4 separate regions of the Mus musculus genome follow, and all the other regions are linked to region 2. The links are chromatin contacts, called in public promoter capture Hi-C maps. All regions are on one chromosome and are shown on one strand. The core of a region is the stretch at or near the end of the contact, and the rest is flanking DNA. Distances in the headings are between cores, read along the strand shown.

Evidence for each region. Promoter capture Hi-C pulls out the DNA fragments that hold promoters and counts their contacts.
Region 1: a promoter capture Hi-C map of second pharyngeal arch cranial neural crest shows a contact between it and region 2. The contact joins the promoter of Mlst8 here to the promoter of Nrm in region 2. A contact is called at or near these places in 3 of 39 promoter capture datasets (cranial neural crest, pre-B cells and second pharyngeal arch cranial neural crest) and 1 of 484 Hi-C or Micro-C datasets (B cells).
Region 3: a promoter capture Hi-C map of pre-B cells shows a contact between it and region 2. The contact joins the promoter of Amdhd2 here to the promoter of Nrm in region 2. A contact is called at or near these places in 3 of 39 promoter capture datasets (cranial neural crest, pre-B cells and second pharyngeal arch cranial neural crest).
Region 4: a promoter capture Hi-C map of cranial neural crest shows a contact between it and region 2. The contact joins the promoter of Eci1 here to the promoter of Nrm in region 2. A contact is called at or near these places in 1 of 39 promoter capture datasets (cranial neural crest) and 1 of 484 Hi-C or Micro-C datasets (B cells).

Annotation. Positions count from the first base shown.
Region 1 is chr17:24,477,309-24,480,977 of GRCm38.p6, reverse strand. It overlaps Mlst8 (MTOR associated protein, LST8 homolog (S. cerevisiae)), which reads left to right and starts at 1,900. Exons shown (of 9, transcript NM_001252464.1): 1 at 1,900-1,966; 2 at 2,520-2,658; 3 at 2,816-2,867; 4 at 2,953-3,115; 5 at 3,473-3,548; 6 at 3,645-3,669. The coding sequence starts at 2,530.
Region 2 is chr17:35,859,955-35,863,242 of GRCm38.p6, reverse strand. Nrm (nurim (nuclear envelope membrane protein)) reads right to left here and starts at 1,925. Exons shown (of 4, transcript NM_134122.2): 1 at 1,726-1,925. The coding sequence starts at 1,858.
Region 3 is chr17:24,161,970-24,165,411 of GRCm38.p6, reverse strand. Amdhd2 (amidohydrolase domain containing 2) reads left to right here and starts at 1,679. Exons shown (of 11, transcript NM_172935.4): 1 at 1,679-1,830; 2 at 2,080-2,216; 3 at 2,297-2,436. The coding sequence starts at 1,748. Atp6v0c (ATPase, H+ transporting, lysosomal V0 subunit C) reads left to right here. Exons shown (of 3, transcript NM_009729.4): 2 at 530-713; 3 at 804-1,547. The coding sequence ends at 1,008.
Region 4 is chr17:24,425,421-24,429,020 of GRCm38.p6, reverse strand. Eci1 (enoyl-Coenzyme A delta isomerase 1) reads right to left here and starts at 2,338. Exons shown (of 7, transcript NM_010023.4): 1 at 2,279-2,338; 2 at 2,082-2,168. The coding sequence starts at 2,318. It overlaps Rnps1 (RNA binding protein with serine rich domain 1), which reads right to left. Exons shown (of 9, transcript NM_009070.2): 9 at 3,123-3,600.

The sequences.
Region 1 (3,669 bases), core at 651-3,150, about 11 Mb after region 2:
AACAAACATACAAAACACACCTAGGAGGGAGTCTGTGCCCATGCATTTAATCCAAGCACTTGGGAGGTAGAGGCTGGCAGTTCTCTTGAGTTCGAGGTTAGCCTGGTCTACAGAGCAACCAAACCAAAAATCCATATTAAAAATATGCTAAGGAGGTAAAACAGGGACTGGGGAGAGATATAGGAAGAGGGTGTCTATGACCAGGAACCTGGGTGTGTAGACAGGGGAACCGGCCTTGGCTAAGGAGCTGGACTTACCCTCTCTGTGGCTAGAGGGAAAGGGGGTTGCAGCCCCATCTACTGGTGCAGTGGGAAGAGATCATGAGAAAGCAAGGACAACTTTGTAGAGCTGGGTAATAAAAATGGAGGCATGATAGCAGAATTGTCACCAAGAGACCAGAGAGACTTCACCTAGCCACTGATGGGGACAGATGCAGAGTGCCACAACCAAATACTAGGCGGAGTTTGGAGTCCTGCAGAGGAGGGGGGGGGGATTAGAAGAACTAGAGGGGTCAGGAACACCACAAGAACACAGAGGGGCCGGTGGACCTCCTGGGGTCTTGCAGAGTCAGAGAGCTGCTAAGGCTCTGACCTAGGTCCTCTGCATATAAGCTTGGTGTTCTGGAATCCTAACAGGGCTGGGCTGTCCCTGACTCTGCTGCCTGAGATCCTTCTCCTCTTGCTGGGTTGCCTCTTTCAGCTTTAAAGTGATAGTATGTGCCTGGTTTTATTGTAGCTTGTGTGTGTTTGGTTGATGTCCCTGGGAGGCCTGCTCTTTCCTGAGGGGAAGTACTTGGTGGTGGTGGTGGTGGGGTGAATCTGGGAGAGAGGAGAGAGGAGAGGAGAGGCTTGGGGGAGGGGAGGAAGAGGAAACTGCAGTTGGGATGTAATATAGGAGAGAATAATATTTATATTCCAGCTAGGCTTTCCCCAGCTAGGAATATAAATATTATTCTCTCCTATATGCCTCTGCCTCCCAAGTGCTGGGATTAAAGGCTGCGCCGCCACCACCACCCGGCTAATTTGCTGTTCTTGAATCAGATGTTCTACACCTATCTGTTCAATGTTATTTAGTAGACACATAAAGCTGTTGAGTGCTTGTAATGTATCTATCTAGTCTAAATTGAAACTATTCACAAGAACATGATGCACACTATATTTCAGTTTAAAATAAAAAAGCACAAAATATTTATGTTGAATGTGTTAAAAGAATATTTTTATATATTGGGTTAAATAAAAAGTATTATTAAAAATTTTAAAAAATGGAGGCATGAGAGTCTGCAGTTTTAAACGAGTTTCTGGGCTAGCTTATGTGCCCTCAGGATCAGGCTGAAAGGGTCTAGACTATGGCTACCAGATAAAGCAAATAGAAGTAACAGACTGCCCAGTTGCATTCAAACTTCTTGTAAGAAAGTAATTCTTTTAGTACAGTGTTTGAGATATGCCTATACTAAAAGAAAAAGAGAGAGAGAGAAATTAAGAAATTAAGAAATTAAGAAAGAAAGAAAGAAAGAAAGAAAGAAAGAAAGAAAGAAGGAAAGAGAGAAAAGCTAGGAAGGAAGGAAAAAAGAAAAGAAAAAATGATTTTTATCTGAAAATTTTGCATTACCTAGAAATTCTAGCTTGGTTGGTAGGGTAGGTGATTGTGTATGTCTGCGGGGGGTGGAGGGACGACGACAGTGTAATTCCTTCTGGGAGCCAAGTCTGGAAAATAGGCAGCAGTACCATGGCTGTAGTTCCCAGTGAGTTGAAGGGTGGCGTCGCGGCTGATGGCCATTCTGAGCACGATCACTTCTGGAGTTCTTCGTCTCAGAACTCTGGTATCCCTTTCAACTCCCCCACTCCCCGGACCCATGGTCTCGCCCGGAGTTACTATCGATAGCTCTACGCTCGGCCCGGCTTCTATCGACTAGCTCCTCCTCGCCTCGCCGTCCTGGACTAAGGCAGAGTGCAGAGCGTGTGTTAAGGTACGGGGGACACGGGATGAGGGCTGCTACCGACCACTGGGTGGCTAGGAGAGTGCGGTCGGGGTAATCGGGCCGGTAACACAGAGCCAGGGCGGTGTGCAGAGCACTGGGGAGCGCGGGGGTCCTGCCAGATAGCGCCCCCACCCATCCGATCCCAGTGCCGGTCAACTACGCATGCTCAGCAGCAGCAGTGCCGGGCTTTTCCTTAGTCGCCATGCGCATGCGTTGCCTACCCTTGCGAGAGACGGCGCCCGGGCGATGGCCTTCTGCGTGTGACTGCCTCCTGCTGGCTGCTGGCGAGGTGGCGTCTCCAAGCGTGAGGGTGAAGCTGAAGGAACACTCTCCCGGGAGCAAAGTAGCCGGAGTCTTTTTTTTTGAGACTGTCAGCGTGACCCTGAACACTCTTATTTTTCTTAGTTTTAAAGTGAAGTTAATACCGGTACACTGTAGTGTGCAGATTGTTATGCGTACATCTTTTCTCTCCAAACGTTTTGACCTTTGGACCTTACTTATCACCTCTTGGCCCAGTGCAGGTCTCATTTTTTTTCTCCAGCCATCAAACAATGAATACCACCCCAGGCACAGTGGGCAGTGACCCTGTCATCTTAGCAACTGCAGGCTATGACCACACGGTGCGCTTTTGGCAGGCTCACAGTGGAATCTGCACTCGAACAGTGCAGCATCAGGACTCTGTATCCTCCTCTTGGCAGCAGGATGGTGCTGGCCAGAATTAAGTATGAATGATATGTGTTTGGGGAAACTCAGGCCAGGTGGTGGAGGTCTTGATGGCCTTGTAGCCCCAAGGTTTCCCTCTCTGGGTTCTCTTCCTGTTATCCTTAACATGCTCAGCAGGTAAATGCATTGGAGATTACTCCGGACCGAAGCATGATTGCTGCTGCAGGTACCTGAGATTCTCGACCTCTGACCCTTTACTGGCCGTAGTTCTACCTGGCACACCCATGCTTCAATTCCCCCTGTGTCCCTAGGTTACCAACATATCCGCATGTATGATCTCAACTCCAATAACCCCAACCCCATCATCAGTTATGACGGAGTCAGTAAGAACATTGCATCAGTGGGCTTTCACGAGGATGGTCGCTGGATGTATACAGGTGGCGAGGACTGCACAGCTCGCATCTGGGACCTCAGGTGGTGTTGTGTGTTGGGCTGAAGAGGACGGCTGCCCGGGGAGTGGGCAGGCCAGGGGATTGTCTGTGGGCAGGCTATTCTGCAATCAGTTAGTCTTAGTGCAAGAGGGGTTGAGCGGGCGATGGAGGGAAGGTAGAAAGCAGAATAGAATTACATCAGAGAGCTAGCCTTGCCTTGAGGCTAGGGGGCCAGACTTTCCTTCCCTTTTCACTGACCTCAAGCTTGTGGAGAAAGAGCTAAACTTCACAACCATTTCTCCTAAGGTAGAAGCAACTCCTTTGAGCAGAGAATGGGGGCTTTTGGTAGAGGCATGGATCAAATCCATTAGAAGCCATGTGTAACCTTAACTCCCCACAGGTCCCGGAACTTGCAGTGTCAGCGTATCTTCCAGGTGAACGCACCCATTAATTGCGTGTGTCTGCATCCCAACCAGGTGAGGAATGCTCATGGGGCCAGGTGTCAGGGGTGGGGTGGGGACTTTAGAGGACAAGAGTATTGCTACATTTCACCTCCCTCCCCTACATCCTAGGCAGAACTCATTGTGGGTGATCAGA
Region 2 (3,288 bases), core at 676-3,175:
GTCACCTTTAAAAACAAGGTGGGAGGGCTGGGGAGATGGCTCAGTCTATGTAGTGTTGTATAAGCCCGAGGACCTGAATTCAAGCCCAGCATGGTGGTGTGTGCCAGTAATTTTAGTGCTGGGAAGGCAGGGACAGAAGAATCCCCAGAGAGTCTTAGTGGTTAACAACACTTGCTGTGAGGACCCAGCTTGGTTCTCAGCATCTACATGGCAGCTCACAGCTATCTATAACCCCAGTTCCAGGTGAGCCATCGAACCTCTTGGTTTGCCTCAGGTCTCTGTAAAAAAAAAACAACTATGTCCCAAGAATATGTGGGAGATAGGGCTGGAGAGATGGCTCATCGGTTAAGAGCACTGGCTAGAGCAGGGAAGTGGTGGTGCATATCTTTAATCCCAGGACTTGGGAGGCAGAGGCAGGTGGATTTCTGAGTTGGAGGCCAGCCTGGTCTACAGAGTGAGTTCCAGGACAGCCAGGGCTACACAGAGAAACCATGTCTTGGAAAACCAAAAAAAAAAAAAAAGAGAGAGAGAGAGAGAGAGAGAAAGAGAGAGAGTGCATTGGCTAGGAGGCAGAGGCAGGTGGATTTTTAAATTCGAGGCCAGCCTGGTCTACAGTGAGTTCCAGGACAGCCAGGGCTATGCAGAGAAACCCTGTCTCCCCCCTCCCCCCTCAATAAGCACTGGCTGCTCTGGCTGCTCTTCCAGAGGTCCTGAGTTCAATTCCTAGCTACCACATGGTGGCTTACAACCATCTGTAATAGGATCTTATGCCCTCTTCTGGTGTGTCTGAAGACAGCTAAGGTTTACTCATATACATAAAATAAATAAATCTTAAGAAAGAAAGAAAGAAAGAAAGAAAGAAAGAAAGAAAGAAAGAAAGGCATGGTGGCCCACACCTTTAATCCCAGTACTCGGGAGGCAGAGGCAGGCGGATTTCTGAGTTTGAGGCCAGCCTGGTCTACAGAGTGAGTTCCAGGACAGCCAGAGCTATACAGAGAAACCCTGTCTCAAAACACCAAAATAAATAAATAAATCTTAAAAAAAAAAAAAAAAAAAGAATACATAGGCCTCTGAATTCCAAGCCAGCTGGGGATACATAGAAATACCCTGAAAAAAAAAACCCAAAAACAAACAAACAAACAACTCAAGGTTGTCCTTCAGCAGCCGTTTGCACTGCACACACAGGAGCACAAGCACACATTCCACAATTATATTCATTCACACACACACACACACACACACAAGCAAGCAAGGAGACTAGGGAAGTGGTCTTTGGTGTGGTTTTCTTGTTTGCTTTTCCAAGACAGGGTATCTCTACATACATAGTCCTCACTCAATAGATCAGGCCTTGAAATCAGTAATGATAGACCTTCAATCAAGAGATCCGTTTGCCTCTGCCCCCTCCAATAATAGGGTTAAAGGTGTGAGCTACCACATCTCGCTGTCTGGGGTTTTCTAGCAGCGTTTCCCCTTTTTTATCTTTCTCCTTCCCCTGGCTCTCCTCACAAAACCCCACCCCCACCCCGGGCCGTACTCTGTCAGTCTTCACTCGCAGCTTTCTGCACAAGACTAATCTTGGAGTTTCTGATTTAGCCTCCGCTCCCTTCCCAGCAGCGCCTCCCAGCTTTGGCGGTTTCCCTGTCATTTGTTTCCATGCCCCGCCCTCGCCACGCTGCTTCGGCTCCTCCTCTCCGCTTCAGCTCGCCCTGGATCCCTGCGGCTCACCGGGACCGCCAGACTCCGGGATCCCTCCAAGCAGCGGCCTCAGGGAGGTGAAACGCACGAATTCCACTCCGGTGCCAAAGGCCAGGATGAAGGAGGCGAGGGCCGCAGGAACCAGCAGCAGCGCCGGTGCCATGGCGAGCAGCGCGGAGCCTGAGGAGAAGGCGGGCTCAGGGTTCCCGCGACTGCTGGCCCTGCCCAGGTCCCGCCTCCTTGGGGGTGCTGGCGGCAAGGCGGGGACCGCGAGCGGCGCGTCACAGCGCGGAGTTGGAATCCCAGGCGTCGTCAGGGCAGCTGGTCTGCGGCTACCCTTGTGGGTCGAATCTCAGCGCTGTCAGTGTTCTCGAGGAAAGTGAAGACAGAGCCTCCCTTGCGTGGAAACATAAAGAACATCTTGTTTTTAAAGATAATCACTCCTTATTCTCCAGCCTCAATCCCTGATGTGCTGGGGTTACAAACGGCGCCACCCCGCCCAACATAGATTTTTGTATAGTGACCGTTTTAGAGCTGGGTGTGGTGGCTCGTGCCTGTAATTCCAGTACTCGGAAGGGTGAGGCAGGAGAATTTGAAGTTAGCTTGGACTGCATATGGAGACCGGTTCCGAAAAAGCCATTAAAAAAAAAAAGAGAGAGAGAGAGACAAGGTCGGGAGATGGTGGCATATGGATCTCCAAGTTCCAGGCCAGCCTGGCCTATATAGTCAGTTCTAGGATAGCCAAAGGCTACACAGAGAAACCCTGTCTCTAAAACCAAAGACCGAGTAATGAAAGGCTCAATCACCATAGCTATCCAAGTACAGGGTCCTCAGAAGACAAGAGCTGATTCTCTCAGATTACAGATAGAGCAAGGGCAGGGAGGCTGGTTGCTCCCAAGACGTCTGGACCAAGTTCTAATGCATTGTATAGCACTTTTCCTCCCCACCCTGATCTCTGCTTGGGAAATGTATTGAGTGGGCTCCATCTGTGAATGTTTTTGAAGAAGTTCTGTACTTACATTTATTTTGCCTTTATGTGTATTGATGTTTTGCTTGCAACTATGTGAGTGTCAGATCTTGGAGTAACAGTGGTGAGCTGCCATGTGGGTGCTGGTATTTGAACCCAGGTCCTCTGGAAGAGCCCAGTACCCTCAACCACTGAGCTCTCTCCAGCCCCCACTTGGACTGCTCAAAAAAAAAAAAATGTATATATATTTTTAATGGCAGAATCTAGCCAGGTGGTGGTACACGCCTTAATGGCAGAATCTTCATGTAGCGCAAGATGGCTTCGAACTTGCTGTTATGTAGCTGAGAATCATCTTGAGCAGATCCTCTTGCCTCTGCCTCCAAGTGCTGGGATTATGGCCTAGCATCACATCCTGGCTCCACTGATCTTCTAGACACTGTGAAGTGGTCCCAGAAGAGCTTATAGGTGGGAAACAAGCAGTTGACTATGTGTGGTTTCTCTTTAACCTGTTTCCTCCTTAAATCATAATGCAAGCTCTAGGGAGGCAAATGCCTAAGGCTCACTGTCCATCCAGCCCAGCCTAAGGGTGCCCCATGTCCCAGTGAGATTCCCTATCTCAAAGAAAA
Region 3 (3,442 bases), core at 430-2,929, about 12 Mb after region 2:
AGTCCGGAAGGGTAGCAGTCTCTCTTGGAGAGGTTGAAGTGGGGGGGCAGTACCAGAAGAAACAGATATAACTCTGTTGTCCTGTCTGGGAAGGCTTGAAGGCCCCACTGTAGGCAGACTCTAGGCAGGAACTGATTGACACTGGAGTGGCCTCTGGGCAGCTGACATGTAGCTCTTATGCTGGAAGTGCCTGGAGCTTAGGGTGTGGGACAGGGATTGCCAGAGTCTCGAGCAAGGCTCTCCTTGGCCCAGCCGCCTCTTCCACGTGACTATGTTGCCAGAGATCACAAGCTAGGGAAGGGGAGTGCTAGGGAACAAAGTCTGGTTTCACAGCAAACGAGCCCCCATGACCACAGGAAGAACTGCAGGCGGAAGTAGAGCAGGAGGTTGGAGGTATGGCTCTGCTAGTGGGAAGAGAAGTGGCTGCTGCTCTTGCTTGGCTGCCCGCCTCAGTTCTTGTAATGGGTGGGAACCTGGGGAGCAGAATGGAAAAAGCTGCTCTGGGCTCACTTACTCTCTCCTCCCACAGCCATGGGAGCCGCCTATGGCACAGCCAAGAGTGGCACTGGCATCGCAGCCATGTCAGTCATGAGGCCAGAGCTGATCATGAAGTCCATCATCCCAGTGGTTATGGCTGGGATCATCGCCATCTACGGCCTGGTGGTGGCAGTACTTATCGCTAACTCCCTGACTGATGGCATCACCCTCTACAGGTGAGTGCTGGGCCTTTCCTCCCAGGTGAAGTGCTTCATTGTCCTGTGGACAGGCAGATTGCTGACAACCTGTGTCTCTTCTCTCCCCAGGAGTTTTCTTCAACTGGGTGCTGGCCTGAGTGTGGGGCTGAGTGGCCTGGCTGCTGGCTTTGCCATTGGCATCGTCGGAGATGCTGGTGTTCGGGGCACTGCCCAGCAGCCTCGACTGTTCGTGGGCATGATCCTGATCCTCATCTTTGCGGAGGTGCTTGGCCTCTACGGTCTCATCGTGGCCCTAATCCTCTCCACAAAGTAGTCCTTTTCCACCATCAGTCACAGGATAGGATGTAAAGATCACCCCTCCTCATTCCAGAACGAACAGCCTGACACATGCACGGGCAGCTGCCCCTCAGTAGTTGGTCTTGTAAATGTGCAGTGTCCTAGTGCCCATTGTCTGTCGCCCCCGCCTTGCCCCTACTGCACCGTGCTGTGGACATACGGGCCCACTCATCTCCCACCCAGGCCCCTGACCAGTGACGAAGTCAGCCTCTGGTTACCCCACCCATCGCCCTAGAGTGCTCCTGTGTATAAGAATGAACTAGAGTTGTCATTTTTCTCTTCACTGGATGTTTATTTATAAAAGATTTGACCTATTCATGCGTCTGTGGAGCAGCTCCTGTCTCCCAACTATATAGTAATCATTAGTAGACTGTTGCCTTGTGGGGTTCCTGTTGCTGAGACTCCTTGGATGGAGCCACCCTTCCCCCTGCCCTGAACAGCCAGGGTGGAGGATAGAGTGCTACTGCTCCTCAGAGCTGGCTCCCAGCTGTGTCCAATAAAAGTTCTCGGATGTGACTGGCTTGTGTTCTGGCGCTTCTGTGGGCGGGCCTGGCAGGGTTTGTCATCATGTGGTCGCCACCACGTGAGCACCGCGGCCACGTGACAGCCCCTTCAGCTGAGAGTCACGTGATGCGACCTGGCCCCGCTTCCGATTACGGCTGCTCCGGGCTCTGCCGGCTTGCGCCCAAAGCTTGCTGGGTTCGGCGCGACTCACGATGCGTAGCGGGCAGTGCGCAGCGGGGGCCCCGGTGCTCCAGTTCACCAACTGCCGCATCCTGCGTGGCGGCACGCTCCTCAGGTCTGGGCTGCATGGTGCAGGCTTAGGCTGGGTATAGAGCTGATGATACGCCAGTGCGGGGTGCAGAGATGGGGATAGTGTAGGGCATAAGCCCTGAAAGGGGCAGGAATGTGGAGGGCGGGACTATCGTGGGTGTGTGGCCGGGACCAAGAAGAATAGTGGGTGCAGGGACAAGCTGGGTGCGAGATAGAACTAGGGTTTGGTTCCAGGGCCTGGTGGTGATCCAAGTGCCTACTACTCTGCCCTCAGGGAGGATCTGTGGGTGCGCGGGGGCCGAATCCTGGACCCAGAAAAGCTGTTTTTTGAGGAGAGGCGTGTGGCTGATGAGCAGCGGGACTGCGGAGGCCGCATCCTGGCGCCTGGCTTTATCGATGTGCAGATCAACGGTGCGGCCTGGCTCGGGCCAGGGAACCCAGGGCAGGAGCTCCGAGCACTGTGCTACCCCCCTTGTTTTCTGTGGCCACAGGTGGATTTGGTGTTGACTTCTCCAAGGCTACGGAGGACGTGGGTTCGGGGGTCGCCCTAGTGGCCCGGAGGCTCCTGTCCCACGGTGTCACCTCCTTCTGTCCCACCCTGGTCACCTCCCCACCAGAGGTTTATCACAAGGTGAGATGAGGCCGTTCTACCCCTGAGCAAAGGGGCCCTCAGGAAAGGACCACTTCCTTCACCCGAATCTGGGCTTCCTGGACTTGGGTCCGAGGGGGATCCGCCTCACTTTCAGTTGGGTTCTGCCTGGTCTCTGCAACTGCCAGTGCGGTTGTCCTCACGTTTCCTGCCCCGGTTCTCATCTGCCACGCCCTCCCAACGCCCTGTAGGCAGCCTCTGGGTCTCCTGAACTAAGGTCGCCTGGAATTCTGCCACAGCCATTGTCTCTTGTCTAGCTCTTCCTCCCTAACCTGCTTATGCTGTGTGACTCACATGAAAAAGCCTTTCAGAAAGAGCTGCTGTTGCTGTGGACTGGCTTCTGTCCTCACCCTTCCACCTTCTATCTTAGCAGGAGGTCTGTTGTCTTGTTCCAAATTTCATGTAAGGTTCTCCCACAGTTTTCCCGGTTTTTGTTTGTTTGTTTGTTTTTTCGAGACAGGGTTTCTCTGTATAGACCTTGCTGTCCTGGAACTCACTTTGTAGACCAGGCTGGCCTCAAACTCAGAAATCTGCCTGCCTCTGCCTCCCGAGTGCTGGGATTAAAGGCGTGTGCCACCACGCCAGGCTAGTTTTCCCAGTTTTAAGGAAGCTTGTTTAGGTTGCTGTCTTCATGTGTTCTCTGCGGGTTTATCCCTTAGACCTGAACTCTTGCTTTAAAAACGTGGTATTCTCTTATGCAACACAGTTGACGAATTTAGTAAATGAATGCTGTTATCCATACTCGAATGGATTTTCTCTGTTCCTGTTGTCAATCGCCGCAGCCAGTTTTTCTTCCAGGACAGGATCAGGGAGTGTGTGGTTGCCCGTGGCTTCCTTTCTGGTTGTGTAGACACAGAAGCAGAGGAGGGAACTGTGGGTATTGAGTGTGGGCTGTGCCCTGGGCTGCATAGGCGTCACTCTGGCCCCTTGACTTGCCACCCTTGGAAGACTCAAGACAACCTTACTTCTGAGTCTCAGTTTCATTAAA
Region 4 (3,600 bases), core at 1,089-3,588, about 11 Mb after region 2:
TGTCAACTCAGAAAGAGACTATTTCTGTGCTAGCAATGTTCACAGTCTTTAGGGTGTTTATGTGCTGGGGACTTAAAAGTGTGAGCTAGAAGAAGCTGGAGAGATGGCTTAGTGGTTAAGAATACTGGTTGCTTTTCTAGAGGACCTGGGTTTGATTCCTAACACCTACATAGCAGCTCATAACTGTAACTCCAGTTCCAGGGGATTTTTTTTTTAAGTTTTCTTTTTAAGAATTATTTATTTAAAAAAAAAAAAAAAAAGCCGGGCGGTGGTGATGCACACCTTTAATCCCAGCACTTGGGAGACAGAGGCAGGTGGATTTCTGAGTTCGAGGCCAGCCTGGTCTACAAAGTGAGTTCCAGGACAGCCAGGGCTACACAGAGAAACCCTGTCTCGGAATAAAAAAAAAAAAAAAAAAAAGAAAAGGAAAAAAAAAGAAACACACACACATACACACAGACAGACAGAGAGAATTATTTATTTATTTTATGTATATGAGTACACTGTAGCTGCCTTCTGACACACCAGAAGAGGGCATTGGAACCCATTACAGATGGTTGTGAGCCACCATGTGGTTTCTGGGAATTGAACTCAGGATCTCTGGAAGAGCAGTCAGTGCTCTTAACCTCTGAGCCATCTCTCCAGCCCTTCAGGGGATTTTAACATCCTATTTTTGGCCTCCACAGGCCAAAACATACAGGAAGGCAAAAACAAACAAACACCAAAAATCCTCCAAACCCACGTACATAAATAAAATAAATTAAAAAAAAAAAAGAAAAAAGTAAAGTGTGACAAACACTTGTGATCACAGCTCTTGGGAGGTAGAGGCAGGTGGGTTAAGTCTCAGCCACACAGTTACATGAGTTCCAGGCCAGCCTGGGATAAATAAAATCCTGTCTCAAACAAAAAAAACCAACAAAAACCCCATAAGCTAAAGGGACATATGGACTTTTAAATTTTGCCTTTGAAATATAGGGACCATTGGCTCTACAAAACCAAAAAAAAAAATAAATAAAACCAGTTGCTATTTTACCTTTGCTTTTTCACTAGAGATACATAAGTTACGTACTTATTACTTAAAATTATATATAAAATATATAGGTAAATATATACATGTAAAAATATATGCCACTACCTTATTACTCTAAATTGTGATGACATCTACATGATAGTCTAAACATCTTGTCACCTTTAAGTGTATAATCCACTGACTTTGCCATGGTATAGTTTTTACTGCTACCTATTGTAGTATTTTTATTTATTTCCTTTTGTGGTACTGGGATTGAAGCCTGCAGGTCTGGCACTATTAAGGCACTTCTTTCTCTCTCCAGTGCACTCATATTCTATCACTCTGGGGGGGGGGGAATCCAGACTTTGCAGACTTTGACCTCCATGTCTAGGTTGAATGCTCCCTCCCCCTATAGACTGTGATCCTAAGCTCTAGCCCTAGCTCTGTCCTCCCCTCCCAGGTTTTTCTTCCATAAGTGCATTGTCACTGTCCTGGAAAATTACAATCTCCCCCTCTCCCCGCATCGTCACTTTAAAAAACAAAACAGCACAGGAAAAGCAGGCTCCAGCCGTAGCCCAGGTTGGCCTCAACTTCACCATCCTCCTGCCTCTGCTTGTGAGGGGAGGTGCTTCCTTCTGTTGTGGGCAGGGAGCGACCCAACATTAACTAGGAAAATGTTGCTGTGCCACATTCCAGTATTAGGAAAATATTCAAAAACGCTCCCAATCATTTTTGTGAGATTTTTGAGACACTGTCTCACGTGGCTCAGACTGGCTTCAGCTGAGTTTACAAGCATGAGCCACCGCCGCAAGCTATAATCATTCTTAACTAATAGTTTAAGTAACAGACCATAACTTTAGGAACTTTAACCAAAGCTTTAAAAACTCACCCATTCTGTCATTTAAACCGCCCGGTATGAACTTAGGTTTTAATCAGAATCTGAGTTTATGTGAGCTTATGCTCACTCCCTGCTTTTGGGAATTCCAAGAGCTCATCGTCAGCCCGACCTCACAGACCGTGTGGGCTCGGAGCCCGAGGACATGAACGAGATGTGGCCCTCCCTCCCTCTCACCTGCCGGGCCCTCCGTCTCCACCAGCACCCGCTTGTTAGCGAAGCGCCGCGCGCCGTCCACCGCTTCCCTGCGCCCGAGGCGGGATCCTGCAGACAGCCCGGAGCACGTTAGCAAGCACGCCCAGACTCTCGCCACCGCCGCCCGCGCACCCAGCCCTGTGAGGCCCTGCACCAGCGCTCTCGCCCGGGCCACGCACCCGCGTGCAGCAGAAGGCGACGCGCAGCAGCCAGCGCCATCTTGGATATCAGTGGGGACTACAGAGCCAGCGGCTTCGCTTCCAGCCCGGCCTTGCAGACTCCTCCTCTCCGGCCGGCCCCGCCCCACAAGGCCAAGGTTAGCCAGTCCGCAGCGTCCAGAGGACTGGGTTTCCCCTGTGCCAGTTAGGGCAGGGTGTGTGTCCAAGAGTGCTTTCATTCTGCTGGGGCGAGCTGCCAGAGCTCAGAGGCACTTGCAGAGCTGGGATTAGGACCATAAATCAAGGCTGGCACCGTAGTGAAAAACAGACGGCCTTGCCAGCACAGGGGTGACTGGGAGGCTTTACCTAGGCTATTTGCCCCAAATAGTGCATTTTTATTTGACTCAATACTCAAGGGGCACAAACACAAGAAGTCTTCCTTTTATTCTTTTTTTTTTTTTTTTTTTGGTTTTTTGAGACAGGGTTTCTGTGTAGTCCTGGCTGTCCTGGAACTCACTCTGTAGAGCAGGCTGATCTTGAACTCAGAAATCTGCCTGCCTCTGCCTCCCAAGTGCTGGGATCAAAGGCGTGCGCCACCACGCCGGGCTGAAGTCTTCCTTCTTGGTTAAGACTTTTCTTCTGTGGTGCACCAGTATGAGACAGAAGAGAGAACTGTCCCTCCCAGTTTTCCTGCGGCGGCAGCATCTCAGGCAGAGTCAGCTTCTGAGCCCCAGGCCGTCTCACCACCTGTCCTCCTGGCTTTTAGAAATGCCACTTTGGGGATTAAACTCAAAGTGAGTTCTTAGTTGAGTCATACAAATTATGACTCTTCTGGACTAAGACAGACAGTAAAACCAGCACTCAATTTGCATTCTAATCCTAGGTTTTATTCAACAGTCCTTTCACTCTACACAAGTACAAACACAACCTTATCTAAAATGCTACAAAGTTATAAAACTCAAAACAAATTTTATAGTACTGACTGTACAATAAAAGCAAAAAGGGGCAATGTACACACTGCCAAGGTTAACCTGCAACATCACCATGAATGGCAGGTGACAACGGGGTGGGGTAGGTTTCATGAGGACCCTGTAGAACTGGCTCACAAATTCTAGAAAGTAACAGAGACACGGGGACAGAAAGGTAACCATTTGTGGAGGAATCCTTCAAAGGTTTTAGCCCTCTAAGTTGAAGCGTACTCAGCAGGGCATGGTCGGCCGAACAGAAGAGCAGTGTGGTCCTTTGCACAGGTGTGGCACAGCGGGGGCTAGACCAGGCTGTCTGGTTCTGGGTCATCTGTGGAAATCCGTGTGCTGCCATAGGTTCCAGCTGGCTCTGCTACC